Regions from separate parts of the Zea mays genome. Here region 2 is linked to region 1. The links are chromatin contacts, called in public Hi-C maps. All regions are on one chromosome and are shown on one strand. Each heading gives the region's core, a stretch centred on a gene start, on an enhancer-like site or on the middle of the called end of the contact. The rest is flanking DNA. Distances are from core to core; before and after follow the strand shown.

Region 1 (6,784 bases), core at 2,525-5,024:
AACATTTTAGGTGACCATATGCTGTCATTTTCAGTAAGTTAAATTGATGTGTGTATTAAGTTGTTTGCGTGATTTGTAATTCTTGTTTGCAAGGTAACTAAATTCACCTTCTTGTGGCCTGAAACCGTTGTTTGTGATATGAAAAAACAACCATTGGGAGAGAGAAAAAAAGGTCCGCAGTGTTTAGGTTGAAAATTATAGAGACGAACATATTTACACTGCTTATGGTCTGAAATTACAAAAGTAGACTTCACTTGCTCTGACAAAAAGGACTGTTTGGGCTGATTATATGTTTACACTACTTATGGTCTGAAATCACAAAAGTAGGCTTCACTTGCTTCAACAAAAGGACTGTCTGGATTCCACCATCTTGAACCTAGGCTATTTGATTCTTTGATAGTTATGTATGACTGCTATTGATTTGTTTGACTTCATTCTAGCCTCCCTTACTGAAGAGCACTGCTATTTGATATGTTGTCATATTCTCTTCGTTTATTGGCATCTTACAGACCATTGTGCTGAGAAAGGCGTGGACACAAAATGTATATTGTTTAATATTTTTTTTGGAAAGCATATGAAACTTTATTGGTTCGGTTTCTTCAAAAATAATCTCAGATTAAGTGATCTGGTAAAAGTATTGTATTCTTTTTATAGTATATATACGTGCACGACTCTATACCTTACAAAGTCTGCTCTTTTTTAAAAGTTCTTATTTATAAATATAATAGGACATCATAACTGGTTGTAAACACATGAGTTGTCGGACGAGCACGTCTTCTAGTTTTTAGAAAGCCACAACAAAGCAAATAAAAACAAGCGAGAAAGAATCACAAGACTCCCGGGGACAGTCCATCTTCCCCAAAAAAGGAAGAGTGACTAGCTAAGCACTGATTCTTTTTTTTAAAGATATATTGCGCTCGTTTTGCAAGATGTTGCTGAAAACCAGTCTAATAAATTGCTCTGAAAAATAACCGATAGAAAAAGAGCACAATATTATACCCGTGGTTAGTTTTTGGCCACTAATCAGCCGCCATTACTGAGCGACAAGTGAAAAGGGACACGAATGCTGCAGCCAGAAGAGCACGTGTCCTTCCGCTCGCGTTAAGCAACTGATAAAACTCTGCAGCAGGAGCAACGAACCATACCCACGCTGCCACGCACCGTCATCGTCAAAGGCTTAAAAAGCACTGTCACTCACTCACTAGTCACTAGTGCACATACACGCCGGGACAAAAGAGCCCCAGCGGGCAGCGGCCAGCTACCACTACCACACCGCACCAACTTTAACGCCATGCACGCTGCATTGCGCCAGATTCCCGTACATGCGCTAGGTGCACGGCCGAAGCGCCGACGGCGAAACTCTGCCGGCCTCGCTTCCACTTCCACCACCAGCAGCAGTGCTATCCAGTCTCTCTCGGCATGTGGACCGTCGCTCACTCATGGACATGGTCACGCGGCCAGTGTTTGGGTCAGAAGGCGATGCTCCGAAGCTACCCCGCCCAGCCGGGACAGTTGCGCGCGGTGAATCCTTGGAGTGAAATGGTTTTTTTTTTTTTTTTTGACGATGTTAGTGAGAGAGAACTCCGAAAGAGACTCACGCATGCATGCATGCATGCATGGCAGCAGCATGGGGCCTGACCGTTCAGTCGTCAGAGTATCCATCCAGTCGCACCGTGATTACATTACCAGCAGACAGCAGTAGCTCAACGACAACGACACTGCCGTCTGTCCTGATTGTGACCCATATGATGCTGCGAGCGGTGACCTTTATGGATTTATTGGGGTTAGGTAGCGGAAACAGTGTAGATAAAGGAGCCAGATCGGCTGGCCCCAATCACCAGGTTTTGTTCTTCCGGGTCATCTATGATTATTTATTACTCCGTACTTAGTAGTTATTGTTAGTAGTAGTACTGGGACAGCAGAGACCTACTCTTCGTGTAGATCCGAGACGTTCACACTCTCGTTGTTACCACTCTCGCTCGATCACCGGAAGGCAGCAAAAGTTGTTAGCGCTACTAGCATTTTATAACTACGACTCCTAGAGAGCCTATTTAGATTCTTGATCTAACAGCCGAATTAACAGGCAGTATGCTAAACTTGACAGGGATAAAATTTTAGCCTACAGTGCGTCTGTCTTTCCTTTGTGGGTCATGCTTAATAGATCTGTGAATGCTTAGGATATTACCTAAGGGCCCGTTCGCTTCCACCGGAATAAACATGGATTCGTTCCAGCTCGTCAAAATCTATATAAATTAGAGAAGTAATCCGGCTAGGAATCAATCCAGACCTCCAATCCCTAACAACCGAACGAGGCCTAAGTCACTAGAATACCAGTCCGGTCTAGTGACAACCTCGATGACGGATAAATTCTAATCTACTGAGAGGTTCAGCTGCAACATACCTTCTTGATTCGTGTTCACGGCAGCAGTAGCATTTGCGGTGGCGTCCAAGTTTGTGTGTTCACACCTCCTCCTCCATGTGTTCCTCCTCTTGGAGTTTCATGTGCGTGGTTAGTGTCCAATAAGGACGTTTACGACGGCAGCCAATCGTGATGGTTCCAGTCATTTATGGGTGAATTAAGGTGATCGAAACCTTGGGAAATGTGACGGCTCCGATTTCGGAGTCGTAGAAAGTGCTGTCGTACCAGTCTAGGACCGCGTATATATAATGCTCACCTTAATCGACGGCACAACCAAAAGTACAGTTGCGCACTTGCGCTCCGATCAAGGCACATTGAGTCCATACACGATTAGGGTGTTCCCTCATTTGGTTCGAACCGGGCGAGAGGACACACACTAACAAGGCTAGCATAGTACCTTGTGGGACCTACATGATGGCTTATAATTACACCCTTTTTGTGGGACAAAATAACACTGTAGCAAGCATTTTTTTATTAGGTGGAGGGAGTACTAGCAAAACAAGATTATTAGTTTGGTGCGGAATGTTATGTTGCTAAAATTATCAAAACCTTGACTGCCTCATCATATAGTCGTAGAAAGTAGATCGTTTTTCCATCGCTGTGCCCCCAAGCTAGCTCTCAGGGTCTTGGTTGGGTACGGAAGTAGCTAGATGTTTTTCCATCACGCCGTGTAGTATTTTCGATCACATAATAATATATAGACACTGGTCACGCTGTTTGTGCCGTCGTCAAGCTCCGCTACGACTGGGGTACCGTGCAGATCTAGCTGCCGTGGTATGGGCATGGAGTGATGAGTTCCGTACGTGATTGGACGAACAAAACGCCACCAAGAAAGCGTGGGCGCGCATGGCGTGACTGCCTGCCAAGAGCAAGCAGGCGACGCATGAGCTAATCGATCGAGTTAACGCTGCTCGTGGTCTCATTAATCGAGAACCTAGCTAGGCACTGTCAGCTAGACACTAGACAAGAGATTTAGCGGTACGGTGGCGTGGCTTCGCTTCCCATGCACGGCGTCGGCGGCGTCGGCGTCGTCCTCGTCTCCGCCGGTCAGAGCGGTGGCTTGTCCCGTGAATCTCGGCATCTCGCCCTGTGCAGAGCGATGAACGGCTTCAATGAGAGCGAGGCGAGCACGGCCCGCAGATCAGTCTCGATCGACACGGGCAGCGTACAGTACGTGGTAAATAGTGGATCGAAGCAAGCCGACAGGGGTTGGTAAAGGCTCACATGCTCACCTAACGTGGGTGCCTGTGCCTCTCTCTCTCTCTCTCTCACTCTCTCTCTCTCTCTCTCTCTCTTCATGCTGTGCTCTTCCAAAGTCCCAACCATGGTCATTCTAGCTAGCTTCGTTCTCACTCCAGGCTCCACCACGCACAGACAACGAGCTCTGCCCCCACAGGCCAGCAGGCAGATAGATCCTCACCATTTTCTCTTTCACTCGCATCGGATCTGCTCTCCCATAATACACTCTCGGGGTCTCGGTTGCCAGGAATCACTGGAGCCGAGCGAGCGTGTATAAAAGGCCGGCGCTTGGTCCTCCGAAGCCTGAACCTTGAAGCGCCCCGTAGTGCAGTGCAGTGCAGCAGTGTGCTACCTCCTCAGTCCTCTCACTCCATCACAAACGCTAGTCTTCCTCTAAAGGTATGTGCTAGTGTTATATTACTCAAAGAAAGCAACATTTCCGTTGGAGCTCTAGTCCTAAAACCCTTTGTGGAATTGTGAACTGGGAACTGAAGCTGGGCAAAGTTTGCTTTTTGCCTAAGCTTCTTTCTTAATCAGATCTAGCATCGTTGTTGCATCGGTAAAACCTCGGTCTCGTTTGACCTGAGAGTCCAGTTCTTGCCTTACGATTGGGTGAAGTGAACCATCTGGATCACTCTGTCCGCAGTTCTCGAGCTGGTAATCTTTAGTCAAATGCAAGAAACTTGGAGCTCTGGATCTTGACGAAAGTGGGGAGGAAATGTAGCATTGTCACCACAGTCATCCACGAACACTGCATCTAAAGTTTTGGTTAGCATTATTGCTTGCTCAGCCGGGCCCCGTTTCTAACAGAGATCTTTGGCAACGACCGACAGCTCGGAGCGAGTCTCAGAAGCGATGGCGTCCAAGAGGCTGCTGCTGGCGGCGCTGTGCGTGGTGGCGGCGGCGCTGCTCGCCGTGCGGTCGGAGGCCCACGGCCTGGAGGACTTCGCAAGCAGCGACGCGACGCCGGAGATGCAGACCTTCTTCAAGCCCGAGGCCGCGGCGCTCCCGGAGGCCCTGGACGCGTCCTCCATGCCCGCCGCCACCATGGCCGCGAAGCCGGAGGCCACGTCGATCCCGACCACCACCACCGGCACCACGGCGGCGGCGGCGGGCACCTCCGCCGCGGCAGGCACTACTGCTGCGTCGCCGCCGCGCAGGTCCGTGTCCGTGGCCGCCGGCGTGGCCTGCGGCGTGGCTGCCGTGGCCGTGGTCGGCATCGCGGCCGCCGTGGCGTACGTGGTGCGCGGCAGGCGCAGCAGGGAGGTGCAGCTCGGCTCCTCCCCGTGAGCACGCGCCCAGCGCCCCGGCCCGCTTTACAGACAGGCCGTCATCGCCATTAGGATCTGGTTAAGCGCGTCGTCTAGCTCTGCGATTTGTGTGGCTTTTGGGTTAGTGGTTGAATTCTTTTTTTCGCGTGGGGTTGTCGGTGAAGATCACGCTACCGGGTACGGACCAGCAGTGGTGCATGTAACATAAATAACGCTGGTGGTATTAGCGTCATTGTTGTTGTGGCCTGTGTGTATGGTGTCTAGACCTTTGCTATATATTTTGATTTCAGGATTTTGTTGTTGTATTGTATGTTGGCATGTTGCCGTGTGAGCTACTAGCTAGCTCCGGACGCCTGAACTCTGTACCTTGCTTGGTGGAGCCTACCTACCATGAACATCCACGCGGCCTGTCAGAGTCCCAGAGATGGAACAATGTGGCTTGATGATGATGATTAGTTGATTGATTGTTATAGGCGGTAGCCGGAGGAAGAAAGACCTGCCACTGCCAGAGTGACCGCGTTGTCCGGGCATGCGAGCAACGGAACGGGACAACGTCGTGGCGCCTGCCTGCCAACGCGATATCACGCCCTGGACCGACCATTCAGTGGCTGATGCCAGTGATGTACTGATGGCGCAGGGTCGCGTCGCATGCAGGCGATCCATCCCTGCGCGTCCGCGGGACATGGCAGCGAGTGGAGTGCGCAAAAGAGTGGGCAGGTGGATCGGAACAGATAGGAGTCAAGCCGGCGGGGGCAACCTGCAGAGCTGTAGATCCGTGATTGCAGGCAGCTTCCGCGGTCCTGCTCCTGCCCAACTGCCCTCGCAGCGACGTGGTGATCACGGCGGTTTCCCCGTTGGACCAGGCGGCTCGGCTCGGCTCGGCTCCGCTCCACCGTTGGACCAGCGTGCTGTTCTTACCAACTTACCGCCACCACCACCTTCTGTCGCTCGCCCCGGAGGCCCCGAGCGTTAGTGGTTGTCGTTGTCGGTGATCCGGCGCCGGTGCCGCCGGCTCTGAGGTCCGAACGGCCTGAGGTCTGGCAACAGCGGCACGATGCGCGTGAGAATGCCCGCGCGGCCGGCACGGCACCCGTCGCGTCGGCGGATTGGATGGAGGTGCCCGTGCGCACACGCAGCACAGCAAGCGGGGCACGGTCCAGAGATGGAGAGGCAAGAGGCTCGCCTCCGTACGTCGTGGGATGGCGCACGTAGACCAGCTGCCGTCTCGGGAACTCGACGGTGACTCAGCTTTTACTAAGGCAAAAAGATTGCATCGGTGTGACGATGTCCACGATTCAATGGAAATACTCCGGTCCCTGATTATTCACTCCAGCTCCTGGATCCTCTCAATAGGCACATTACAGACTGTTTCACCCACTAACTAGTCGTTGCCTTTTAAAAAAAAAAACTCAAACTTCAATATATACCGACTAACATACACTACACGTGTTAACTTTTAGAACGAGACAAATTACCATTTTATAAAGTGATTTTCTGGAATGTTTTTGCTAACGTGGCAATAGAGCCCACCAGCCATTTGTCTACCACTTTCTCTTACTAGTAAACTTAACAAATATGCATGATCAAGACCAAGACGACGACGACAAAGATGCTAGCTCGTTGGAAGGGCTCCTGGCTGAACTTTGTCAAGCACGACATCGCCTGCAACCGTAAGTTTATCGGCGCTAAGTTCTCCAATAGAGACATGCTGCTTAGCAATCCAGTTGCAGTGGACACTAACTGGATACTTGACACCCGGGGCCATGCATCCACACAATCTCCACCGCCGCCGACAACTTCGTGCCCCGCGCCAGCCTCTTCGGCTACGCCATCGACAATATCAAGGGCGGCGCAC
Region 2 (6,784 bases), core at 1,442-3,941, 160 kb before region 1:
CAGTCCGCAGCAGCTTTTGGTGGCCAAAAGCTGTCAGAAGCCGAAACAAACATGACATGTATGAGAAGAGCTCTCATAAAATTTCTCAAGGCTCAACCAGATGTCATCAGTCATATCGAGGAGATCAACATGCTCAAACTTAGACAACGATAGGTAGAAGAAAACAACACTTCTAGCCTTGTTGTTTACATCATATGGTCTCAATTGATACCTATCGATCTGAGAATAGCTGTCTTCAGACCAACTCTAATAGTTTTGCTTCCGCATCCTTTAGATGCCTACCGATCCATTCTGAGAAGCAAGCACCACATAATTAGCATCAAAATAAATCACCTAGTTCTATGAGTCTATGCTCTTGTGCAGCCAAACATGCACATTTTCAAATCCAGGTAATTTATTGCATCGAAGAACGATGATTTTCCAACACTGTGTTCCATGTTGTGTTGTAGTGTTGTTCTTTTGCGTAGCAATGTTGTGTTATGGTCATGCACCACCGATGCATTTTTTGGAGCACAATTGCGTTTTTATGCAACACTAGTGCATGTTCAAATTTCAGCAATCCAAACCAAAGGAGAAAAGGTAAAAAACAAGTAAATAAACCTAGATGGAGCTAAAAAAAATCATATACCTTATCAACAAGTTTCTAAGACGTCTACAAAATTTAAGGTCCAAAAAGGATAAAAAAAACTTCAGGGTTAAAAAATACTCCCTCCGTCCAAGGATGATCTACCTATTTGAGGTGTAAAAGTAGTCCAAAGATGATCTACCTATTATCTTTGTAGAGCGTGCGCATACTGCATAGGATACTTCGGGAATTGTGATGACCTCTTGGTGCATACACGCAATTAATGATATTGTGTGCATACATGGAATTGAATAAACACCGTATTTCTGTAGCGTGGGATATAATCGATTGCTCCTCCGTCTTGAATTCTTGATCATAGTGCACAAAGAAAATAGGCACGTAAGTCAATATAGTCGAACTAGTATTACTGAGAATTAAATATGTTTTTGGTCTTTAAATTAGAGGTGGTTACAACTTATATCCTAATATGAAGGGAGTATTTTCTAGAGTAGTTAGCATTCGAAAAATGTCTTAAGTTCTTATACTATGTTCGGTGGATCGTGTAAAATGGGGGATGCGACACTGTAGATGACAGTATTTGTAGAGTGAAATTTGAAATATGAGATACGATAGGGGATATGATATATATGAGATCTACTAGAGATGGCATAATGCTCTGGGATCATGATGTTTTTCTCTTATAGGCCCCTTCTCCAACAATATATCGCTAGCTTTGTTATCAAGGATATTCCAAATTCTAGGATAATAACTGTTCACAGAAAAAACATATTGCTCATCAATACTTGTAGATTCTATCGCATTGAATAAATATATTCTCATGTCCTTGGGTCTGATCGTCCATACCCTTCTGCATTTATCAATGTCCTCAGGTATCCACCACCATGGCCATTCCTTCGCCTTGTCCAGTCCCTTAATACAAGCATCGACGTCCATCCTTCACCACTCTCAATATATCCGTACGAATTCACTTGACCTTCACCTTCATCGTCAACTACCGTCTCTATGTTCCACACTTGGGCACCATAAGTCAAGAGAAAACACCGTACTCATGTTAGCTTTAGTCAATAATAAACTGAAGTCAATCATCTCTTCAACAATTACTCATCATACTTAAGCATCGTAGGCACATGTTAATTGTATGTTACATAATAGGTGTCCAGCGGGCCGGGTCGTTCGGCACGGCCCGAGCACGAGGCAGGCATGACCCGCATGTCTAAAGCCGCCACGACACACCGTGCCTATTGTGCCGCGTTTCTGGCCTGCGGCCTAAGGACAAGGGCTTGTGAGTCATTTTCGGGCTGAGCCAGAGCCAGCTGTTATTACAATGTATGCCCTCCAACCTCCCAAATAGTCAGAAACCAGATTAAAATCTTAAAAAACAGTCACTGAGCAAAACCGTCTGTGGTGGAGAACTGGGAGTGGGGATGGAGGCACTGGGCACACACACAAGGCGGAGGGAGCTACGCTGGTACTACCGTACTAGGCCATATCAGCCCACGTGCTTAGGTGTCGGCCCAAACACAACCTGCTGGCCCATACCGTGCCGGCCCTAGCACCCACGTGCTTAGGTGTCGGCCCAAACACAACCTGCTGGCCCATACCGTGCCGGCCCCAGCACGATGTCCCTCGGGCCATGCCGGTTTCGGATCAGGCCAAAAAAATGGGACCTCGAGCCGGGCTACGGTGCCTCACACTGCCTATATGTTACATGTTCCGTTGTAGTTTTGCTTATATTAGACTGAACTGTCAACTGAAGTGACTCAGGAACGGCGCATACAAGGACGCAGTCTATACGGTATCCCAGACGTTACGGCACAGTCCGGAGGGAGAGAGATACTTGTGTACGTATGCAAGCACAGTGCACATCCGATAGGGCCATAGCTAGGCTCGGCTTATATACGTGTACGTCCGTATTAGAATTAGAACAGGGATTACGGGTTGACGTGTGTCATTATTTATTCTTTTCCGAGGGATAGGAGCTGGGCCTCCCAGATATCAACAGTGCCATCCTAGACTTGCGACGAAATACGACATGATGCTCGAAAACGTCCTTCTTGCTTCGATTTCCCTATTTATACCGTACCGTACCCACTACACCCAGCCCCATATCATGCGCAGGGGCTGAAAGCCTGAAACTGCTCAAGACGCCACCGTCTTCCTCCGCGATCTTCAGTTCTCTGTCTCTCCCTCTCTCTTTCCTCTAGCTCCCAACCAAGCCAAGAGTACGTCGTCAAGCGCGCCGCGCGTGTGTGTGTCAGTAGGCTACAGGGCTCGGAGGAACGCCGTCATGAGCTTGATCAGCATGATGGAGGCGCGGCTGCCGCCGGGGTTCCGGTTCCACCCGAGGGACGACGAGCTCGTGCTCGACTACCTCTGCCGCAAGCTCTCCGGCAAAGGCGGCGGCGGAGCGTACGGCGGCATCGCCATGGTCGACGTCGACCTCAACAAGTGCGAGCCGTGGGATCTTCCAGGTATTCCGTCAGGTCCAACTTTGCGCTACCGTATATATATCGATTTGCTGCAGGTTCGATCTATGTTGCGCATGCTGCATGCACACTTGCACCTATCAACAACAAGAGCCCAGCACCGTAGGAATTGAAAGAATATATAGGCCCGGTCCGGATCAATCAGACTGTACCACGAGGTGAATCATCTAAGAACGAAAAAGATAGACCATTGAGGTTTTATAGATTTATTAGGTATGTAAAAAAGCGAAGATAATTCATGGCCATCTATCGCCGCATCCGCATGGTGTGCCAAAAGGAAAAAAGTCGACGACGCGCCATTTTCTCTGCTATTATTTCTTCACAGCGTTGTCTTGTCCATGATCAGACGAGGCGTGCGTGGGCGGCCGCGAGTGGTACTTCTTCAGCCTGCACGACCGCAAGTACGCCACGGGGCAGCGGACCAACCGCGCCACGCGCACCGGGTACTGGAAGGCCACGGGCAAGGACCGCCCCATCTCCGTCTCCGGCCGCCGCGGGGCCGGCGACACCGCCGCGCTGGTCGGGATGCGCAAGACGCTGGTGTTCTACCAGGGCAGGGCGCCCCGCGGGAGCAAGACCGAGTGGGTCATGCACGAGTTCCGCGTGGACGGCCCGCCCGTTGCCGACCGCCCCGGCTCACCTCTCCTCCAGCTCCAGCTCCAGGTACGTACGTACGTACACGCCCGTTTCATGGGTGCCCTCGCTCGTCCGTCCCTGTCTGCATCTGTTTCCTGTGATTTATTAGAGTGCAGTATTGATGTACTAATAACACCACGCATGCACTTTGTCAGAGAGCATGTAAAAAACACCTGAATTACGTACCAGGTTGCAAACTTCTCTCGTTCAGGCAGGGAACTAATGAAATGAAGCTTCTCTCGTTTTGTTGAAACATTTTGCCCATCACACACGTCTCTGTTAATAACTGGCAGCTGGAAGAAGACAACAACAACAACAACAAAAAATGCAATCTTTTCGATTTCGCTGAGGCTAGCAATGGATCGGATCGATCCTGCTCTGAACATTCCGATGTGATAAGCTAGTCGACCCGGCCCACTTGGCAATCATTGCAGCTGACCTGGTCCGTTCCCAATGACTCCAAACCTGGTACACATCGCCAATCCGTTACAAGGTAGTAAGTAGTTCAGTGGTTCCTTTCAGTCGCCATGCATCAGCGCCAGTGCAGTAAACGTCCCCGTGCATGTATGCCTGTTCTTTACACGCCAAGTTGGCCTTTCGTTTTCATCGATCCACGTAAACGTCTAGCGGATGCTCCAGCGCGTGTATTCAACCGTACGACGAGTTCCAAACCTGCCGACGATCGATCAAGCAACGAGCTGCTGATGCGTTCATCAGACACCAGAGACGGAGTTCAGACGTGAGGCTAGGCTACCCACCACCATAGCAGTAGTGTCTGACTTTTTTTTTTACCCCATTGCAGGAGGATTGGGTCCTGTGCAGGGTGTTCTACAAGAGCCGAACTGCCAGCACAAGACCAGCAGCAGGCCCCGACGAGGCCGGGCCGCTGTCCAGCCAGCTGATCGGCGGCCTGCCGATGCCGCGAATGGCCGCCCCTGCTGACGCCGCCTACCTGTCCTTCGACGTCACACCTGCCGCTGGCGGCTACTACCACCACCAAGACTCCGGCCCCGCGGACGCGCGCCACCACCTGCCGCCGCCGCCGGCGCAGCCTTTCAGCAGGAGTAGCCTGTCCAGCTTGCGGGACTTGCTCAGCAGCATGGTTGAAGGCAGCGACGCCGCCGCCGCCGTTCGGGAGACGGAGCTCCACCTGCAGCTGGAGGGCTGGACCGAGGCGGCCTACGCGCAGCAGCAGGGCGGCGCCATGCCGGCGCACCCGCAGCAGACGTGGAGCCCGTTTCTGAGCTCGGGATGACGGCACGCGGCTGGGGGCTCACGTGTGCGTGGCGCCCTGGCGCCTGGCGGGCATCGCGTGCGTAGTGAATAGTCAACAATTTGCTTGTCTTTCTTGCAATGTAACGTTGACTTGGTTAGTGCATGCGATCTCTGCCGTTTGTTAGGCGTAGGGTAAAAACCCACGCAGCGGATAGGTGGAATGCCTTGGTGATTATTGGTGCAGTAACTTTTGTACAGTTGATTGTTGCAGAAAATTACTCTCTCTTTGTCTGCCTTCTACCAAATTTTCAGTAGTCCTTGGAATTGTGAATCGTGATGATGTTATCACGGAGGTAAATATGCGGAGAAGGCGCGCCAAATAAGCTCAAAGGGCCTGATGGGCTTGGCCAAGTTCAGCTCGTGGGCCACAATCAAGACGAAAGTCATGGAGTTTATGGAGGCACTTTGAGCCTGTTTAAGACTGATTTTTTTTAGCTCTCCTCCACTCACTTCAATATAGAACATGTTTTGCAGAGAAAGGTCTACTATGCCTCTGTATGTGTTTGCGCTTTATTTTGCTTTCCATAAAACATTTCTGAGTGGATATTATTGTTGCCAACTAAATATCTTGTGATATAATATAATGACTATCGTTTTTATAATTATAAGAAACCATATTATCATCGACAAATAGCCTTGTTGATGGCATAATTAACGGAGTACATCATTAGAATACAAATAGTTGTCCATAGATAACAAATGGTAGACAATTAAGAAAGACCATCATTTGAATACAAATAATTGTCCATAGATAACTAGAGAGTAGTGGCAATACATACATAACTCTAATTCCAAGATGGAGAGAGAGTGGTAGCCAACTCATCATAGAATACATCCTTAGTAGGAGCATTCGATTCTGGTCAAAGGTACCCATTGCCATATATAAACATGACTGAACCTTTCTTTAGGAGTCTGGTTTCATGTGTGTAAGTATTTGAGCAAACAATAAAGCACCTAGATCCTCTAGTTGTATTTTGATGATTAATGACAATGCAATATTACTATGACTAACATGTGTTTTATAGAGACAAATTGAGTTAGATCACAATATCAGAGATTGATTGGGATCATGTGGTATTCATGACCCTATTGATGGAGATCAATCGTAAGTTTTAAAGGATAAACGAGAAGGTTAAGGATCGACTAGTTCTAAGTATCAGAGTTGTTGGACACATAAACGAGCGTTACAATCTTCGTTTTTTCTTTGATCATACTATAAAGGGGGCATAAATGGATAGTTTGACCTAGATAAGTGTAAAGCCCAAAATTAGTATAATAATAATAATAATAAAATAAATAAATATATTTATAATAGTTTTTTTGAGAATTTTTGAAAACCTTTGGATGTTAATGGGTTTCTTTTGTTCTTGAATAAATGGGATTAAACTAGCTGAATAATAAATAAATAAAAATAGAAATATGCACCTCTGAATGGAGTTCATGCGGTTAAGAGAAATTGAATTTTTGAACGAAAGTTAAACTGAACAGGAAATTTGAATTTGGAATTGAAAGAGGATAATAGGAGAGAAAAAGAAAGGGAAATTGGAAAAAAAACAAAGAACCCCCTCTTGGGCCAAATTCACCTCACTCAGCCCATCTCCACTAACTCCCTTCCGCGCAGCCCACCTTAATCCAATGCCGACACGTGGGCCCGTCGGGTCGGCCACTCAGACCGCTGGCTGCTCCTCGCCATGACTACCGGGTGGGTCCCGCCTGTCAGCTCGATCTCCTACCAGCAGATTGTAGTCCGTTGAACTCAACGCGCGAATCGGGCTCCGTTTTCCCCCGCCGAGATCGTCTC

What was found. Hi-C and Micro-C count contacts between places; a contact is called where the count stands out from the background.
Region 2: a contact with region 1 is called in a Hi-C map of leaf, with 6 times the contacts expected there. The contact joins the promoter of LOC100282983 here to the promoter of LOC100277187 in region 1. A contact is called at or near these places in 6 of 25 Hi-C or Micro-C datasets (bundle sheath, ear, leaf and 3 more).

Annotation. Positions count from the first base shown.
Region 1 is chr2:9,690,705-9,697,488 of Zm-B73-REFERENCE-NAM-5.0, reverse strand. It overlaps LOC100277187, which reads left to right and starts at 3,774. Exons shown (of 2, transcript NM_001150827.2): 1 at 3,774-4,057; 2 at 4,469-5,221. The coding sequence starts at 4,514. The coding sequence ends at 4,948.
Region 2 is chr2:9,850,150-9,856,933 of Zm-B73-REFERENCE-NAM-5.0, reverse strand. LOC100282983 reads left to right here and starts at 2,691. Exons shown (of 3, transcript NM_001155887.3): 1 at 2,691-3,057; 2 at 3,419-3,735; 3 at 4,511-5,228. The coding sequence starts at 2,874. The coding sequence ends at 4,963. LOC118476281 (a long non-coding RNA gene) reads right to left here and starts at 4,694. Exons shown (of 2, transcript XR_004856133.1): 1 at 3,895-4,694; 2 at 3,241-3,796.